Linked DNA regions of Arachis hypogaea: region 1 is linked to region 2. The links are chromatin contacts, called in public Hi-C maps. All regions are on one chromosome and are shown on one strand. Each heading gives the region's core, a stretch centred on a gene start, on an enhancer-like site or on the middle of the called end of the contact. The rest is flanking DNA. Distances are from core to core; before and after follow the strand shown.

Evidence for each region. Hi-C and Micro-C count contacts between places; a contact is called where the count stands out from the background.
Region 1: a contact with region 2 is called in a Hi-C map of an unstated tissue, with 4 times the contacts expected there. The contact joins the promoter of LOC112750763 here to the promoter of LOC112750756 in region 2. A contact is called at or near these places in 2 of 8 Hi-C or Micro-C datasets (leaf and an unstated tissue).

Annotation. Positions count from the first base shown.
Region 1 is chr15:133,364,594-133,367,649 of arahy.Tifrunner.gnm2.J5K5, reverse strand. It overlaps LOC112750763 (RING-H2 finger protein ATL46), which reads right to left and starts at 1,339. Exons shown (of 2, transcript XM_025799606.3): 1 at 1-1,339. The coding sequence starts at 633.
Region 2 is chr15:133,085,331-133,088,335 of arahy.Tifrunner.gnm2.J5K5, reverse strand. It overlaps LOC112750756 (ribonucleases P/MRP protein subunit POP1), which reads right to left and starts at 1,727. Exons shown (of 9, transcript XM_072216816.1): 1 at 1,275-1,727.

The DNA.
Region 1 (3,056 bases), core at 90-2,589, 280 kb before region 2:
AAGGAGTGTCCCTCTACAAAGAGGGCAAGTGGAATTCGAAAGAAGCCATGTGTCTATACAACTTATGTGAAACGCGTGGCTGCACATAGGCAACAACCTGAGGTTATCCTTCTCAGAAAACTCACACAGACAAACAGCACAATCAAATGGCTCCTTCAGCCCCACAATCTCCTTATACTGAAAAACCGGAAGCGCGTCGATGAAGGCCTGATCCAAACCAGAATCATGCAGATGGAAAAGCTGCTGTAATTGTCTTTGTAGTGCATCAGAGGTTGAAATCTCGTGGTTTCTATTAGATTGAGCAGATGCAGATGAAGAAGGGTGCTTCATGAGAAATCTAACAAGCAGATGGAGGACACCAGAGATGAAGAATAAAACTGCAAGAATTACTATGATGAAAAGAACAGCAGGACTAATCCTAGTACCAGAAGATGGTGATGAAGATGAAGATGAAGATGAAGATGAAGCTGAAGAAGATGTTGAAGGTGTGGACAAATATGGTGGCGGTAATAGTGGTGGTAGTGGTGGTGGTGGAGGGTAGTAGTAGCTCAAGTAACCATCTTTTTGTTGAATATGGTGGTGAATCCTTGCCATCTTCAAATGGGTGTGCTCAAAAATCCAATTTTGGTGCATGCTTTGATCTGACACACCCCCCCAAATTCCCACACAGATCACAAAGCCCCACCCATAAATAAAGATATGCAATTTAAAGTCTCAAATTCAACCCAACATAAATCCTAGTCACATTTTGACACTATAATAATAATAATAATAATAATACAACAAAAGTTCCCCTAACGAGCTTGCAGCTTTAGGCACTCAGATTCCAAAGAGGCAATAATACAAACATGTATCGTACAGGATTTACAAATCTTTATTATATATATCTGGTGAACGAATCATTTCAGACTGAAGTAACATACAAAAAGTATATATTGATAGACTAATTATAAGACATAAAATTGTATATATAGAATTTTTTTAACTGAAACTCACCCAACAACTGGTGTGTTATAGTTTCAGTTAAAGATGTTGAAGACTTGAAGTTCTAAAAGCGAACTAAGCTATAATGAACTCCATTGGTTCCTTTCCATGCTTTCAAGGTAGCTGAGGAAAAAAAAACCTATGAGAAGGAAGGAATTAAATAAAAAAGTGGACTTTGAGACTCGTTCTCTTGGCTATTATGTGTTTGTCTGTGTGTGATCTAGAAACAATAGAAGGAAAGTGGGGTTTGTGGGAAGAAGGGAAAGAATCCCAAGAGTGAAAGGGTAGCACGGGAAACAGTTCCCAAAGTGAAAGGAGGGTAAAGAAAAGTAATTCTATTAAACGCACTTATTTTTCTCCGCACTTGCCATGGCAGCGCGTGGACCTCATTTTGGAGTTTTTCACCAACAGGATAAGACATTTGAGTAAACAATTTAATTAAATTTTTTTTTAAAAAGATAATTTAAATAATAAATAATTATATTAAAAATGGTTTATAAATAAGTTATTTTATGTTTAGATTTTTAGTTCTAAAAATATTTATTTTATAAAAAAAATAGTATTATGAAAGAAGTTATTTTTTTAACTTTTTTATAGGCTTTTAAATAACTTCTTAAAAAGTTGTAATTTAGTTTTAAAATTTGAAACAAACATTAATATTATTATTTTTTATAAGTCAAAAATTCAAAAAAATTACTTTTGAAACTTTTCAAACGGACCCTAAATGTGTTAGGCTCATTTTTTTGGATACGAAGGTTTTATGTATGTTGTGTGTTTTGTTATGAAGTTTAGGTGCGTTAGACATTGATGTGATTGGTACGTTCTAAAATTTACAAAGTTGGTACATAAATTAGATCGTCTAATTTGTGTGAGGCTGAAATTTTGAATTGGCATGGTGCTAATTGGACCGTCGGATCACAATAATTATTAAATTTTTTATTTTGTGATAGAGCAAATCGGACCGTCTTGCCTTAAAAAAATTATTTTAAATTGCTAAATGAAAATCAGACTAACCGATTTGTTTGGATATATATAAAACAACCCGTTCCCCAGTTATCATATCTTTCTTTTTCTTCTTGTTTTTCTTCTTCCCTCAGCTCCCTCGAGAGTTCTCTCCTTCTCTAGTTGTATTTTTCTTTGTGTTTCAAAAAATTACAATAAAATTCATTTTGAAGTGAGAAAAAAAAAAGATGATAGAGTTGTGTTAAAAATATATTAGAATAAAGTGATAATTTGATCCTCGAAAATTTTGACCTAGGACTAATTTGTACTTGAAGAAAAAAAAAATTTTCAATTAAGTCTTCTATGATAATAAACGGTGGACATGTATGTCCTTCCGTCAATGGATAGTGCAAAATAAAATAGAGTTGTTCATATATTTTATTATCTACAGTAGTGAATGTCCTATTGCTATCACATGAGCATGGAAGCAATGTAGTTTTGGACAATGAAACATTCATTATCTTGAGTTTTCATATAACATTCATAAACTATTCTCCATTTATAACGAATCTTGCTAAAACAGGTGAAATTTTGCTCTAAAAGTTATTATCTACATAACAATCTTTCATAAATAGACACGTCATAGTAGTTAATGGTATATATAAGCACTGTCGTTAAATTTTACGTGATAAATTGATAGAAGGACATAACGTGTCCACTATTTGCTATCGTGGAGGACTAAATTAGTACTTTTTTTTCTTAAGGGGCTAATTAGTCTGAACTCGAAATCTTCAAAAACCTAATTTTCACTTTACTCTTTTTGTTTATGATCAGATTTTGTTATAATCATCTGAAGGAGTGAAATTTTTATGTGAGAGTCTGTTAGATATTGTTATTCCATTCACAATCTCATTTGAAGAGCTAAAAGGTGTGATTTGTAAAAAGATAAATTCTCAAATATCAAGGAGAGTGTCATATATTTTATATAAGTATCTTATATTAGTATTTAGTGGATTCGTTCAATTTCAAACCAAATATGTAACTGACGAAGCGAGCATGCAAGAGATGTTTTCAATGTATATTGAAAGTCACTTCCAGATGTTGTTCATTGAGTTGTATATTGAGTTCGA
Region 2 (3,005 bases), core at 478-2,977:
CTTATCTGGCCTTCGAACCTACAAGATGTTAAGCACAGCTGTCCATATAAAAGATTTGACCTTAGAAGGCGCTTTGGATTTTCAAATAAGTTTATCCAGGTAGAAGGAAGTTGTATTGGCAGAACGAGTAAGAAATTGGAAGAAAGATTTACAACTAAGACTAACAGAGTTTTCAATAGACCAAATCCTTTTATCAGGGATAGGTGACAAAGAAAAACCATCAGAACTCAGAAGTTCCACGGATTCCCTATCATTAAGGCTACGAAAGAAATGGAAGTCCCAAGAGAAAGTGGAGCCTTGTGTAATGTAAAAGGATTGAATAGGAGAATTATGCATGGAAGACAGAAGATAAAGAATGACCATATTTGACCATGAAAAACTACCAACACATGTATCTTAGAGCTTAACTAAGTCCAAATTTTGTCTATGCCCCAACTATGCTCATAATGGGAATAAGGTGTCAAGGACATTAACAAGAAGGAAATTGAATAGGAAACAAGGGAACAAAAAATGAAAAATAAAGGGAAAAATAATTGGCCCAACGTACATGGCTCCCACCTGATGGGGACGTATGCATCTGGAAAGGCTGTTTCTAGAATGTGAAAAGTGTGACCTCCACTTTACAAAGCAACAACCTACTGCTGTGCGTGTCTCGCCCTCTTAAAAGGTATTAGTGTTTGTTCTATTAGACAACAATGATCGCATTTTTATAACTTCGTTCAAATAATAGTTGTACCCGTACGGAACTCTTCTGTTTCTCAGTATGATCTCTATCATCATCTCTATTCCCTTTATCCATTCTCCTATCATACCTAGGTCTATGAATTTCTCTATCAATTCCATTACCCTTACCCATGAGGTTCCAACATTTGATCCTTAATTTGCCTAGGAGTTTTTCCCGGGCATCCTCCAAAATAATGGGATTATACATCCCAACTCTATCCCTTGGAAATAAAAAGGTAGCACCAAAGAAAGGAAAAAGTGAGATGGAAAAGTAAATTACTTTGTCTGTCCAGCATGGATTTACCAAATTGACCACCAATGTCAATTTCCGAGATAAAATTGGTCCATTAGTGTCTTTTGTCAACATCAAATTAGTCCTAACAAAGAATGATTTGATGTCAAACATGACATTAACAGACAGCTTTTTAAGAACTAAACTTGTATTCTGAAAAAAAAAATGTTTGCTTAAAAGTGAAAGACACAAATATAACAGGAAATGAACAAGCTTCCAAGTTCCAACATTGGAGCATCATCATAAATGACCTACCTACCTTGAAGTGCTAGAGGAAGGTAATAACCCCAGAGTTTTGTCATGGTAAACTGCTTAGTGTGCCAAACATGAGTTCTGAGCCTCTTGATTCCATCGCCAGAAGTAGAAAACCCACTATCAAAGTTCATCTTAAGTTCATATCTCCGGCGCATGCGCCGACTTGGAAGCTTCTTTATCTCATCCTTTCCTAAAAAGTAATTCAACACCACAAGTTTTATTATGTACTGTTCCCAGCTTTTGCCTCTTTCTTCTTGTCCCAGCTTTGCTATTAAAAGAACTCGTTCGTCTTCTCTTGTTTCTTTGACTCCTATAATCACCCTTTATTCTGTCAGCTATAACAGATTGAAGACTCTCAAGCTCATAGGCTCTAGATTCTGCAAACTTCTGCACATTGATTTTGCGAGTTGCCATATCTGCAGAAAATTTAGGTCCTTCAGTTCCTTCAGTAACCATCCTAACAAAATAAGTAGGAAAAAAGATATCACTTCATGATGAAATTGGTATTAAAGACTCTTTAGAAAACAAACAAACAAACAAATAAATAAAAAGTGCAACAATGTGTGTACCTTGGGAACAAGAGTAAAACAGTGAAAGGTTTAAAAAATGAAAAACAGCAACAGTGGTCGCAAGCGGTGGCAGGAGCATCAGGGATGCTCGTTTGGGCTATAGAACAAGAAGGGAAGAAAAGGAAAAAGGGGTTTAGACTTTAGATATATGGTCCCATAAAAACATTTACAAAATGAACCGGTGCTCTATGTCTTGATATTCACCAAACAGTCCCAAAACTGTTTAGATTCATGTTGCCTACGACCCTAATTTTTCCAGTTATCTAAAAATAATGTTCTATTTCTTTTGATTAACAAAAATTCACTTTTATTATTGTATTCGAGGTTCAAAGAACTGGACCATGCATCAGACCAGTCAAATTAAGGGATCCAATGGTGTGCATGGGTTGGGTGAAACCAAGTTTGCTTTAATCCGGACCACAGTTACATGAATTCACCAATTAGGTGACGCACCGCGTACCAATTCACAACTCATATTTACCGAAATGCCACAAGTATACTTTTCACAAAATATGTTACAAGTGGTGTACGGTGTACCACATAGGCATACCCGTTCTCATACCAGAATGTATGCACTATGATCCAGACCCAGCCCTAAATTTTGACTGGACCAATTTTTTAGACTCTTACCAAAAGCCGAACAAATCTCATCCTTTTCGGATCACAATAAGACCAGGTCTAGATCGGGTTTATATCGGGTCTAGAAGATGATGCCTAAACTAAAAAAAAAAATTAAGATGGCAAAATCCCAAGCATTTAATCCTACGCCAAAGTCTGGAACCTTGAAATCTCCAACAGCAACTATTCCATAACATGGGAAAATTCACCTAGAAAACATATAGCAAGTAGATGCCAAAGGTCGGAATTAAAGCATAATAGTCACTAATTATATAAGTCTAAAATTAAAGCATAATGACCATTAATTTGTGGTGCAATAGAACTAGTAGGCAGTCAAGAACAATAAAGAACAAAATTGGTAACCAACACAACAATAAAGAACAATCATAGCAGAACCATAATCAAGACAAGATCATAAACTATGTAAACAGTTAAACATTACTGAGCACTAGTAAGCAGTAAGAAGTACAAATTATTTGCACACAATAAGCAATGAAGCATAATAAATAAATCAATAAATAAATCAATAACAGAGAAATCAATATCTC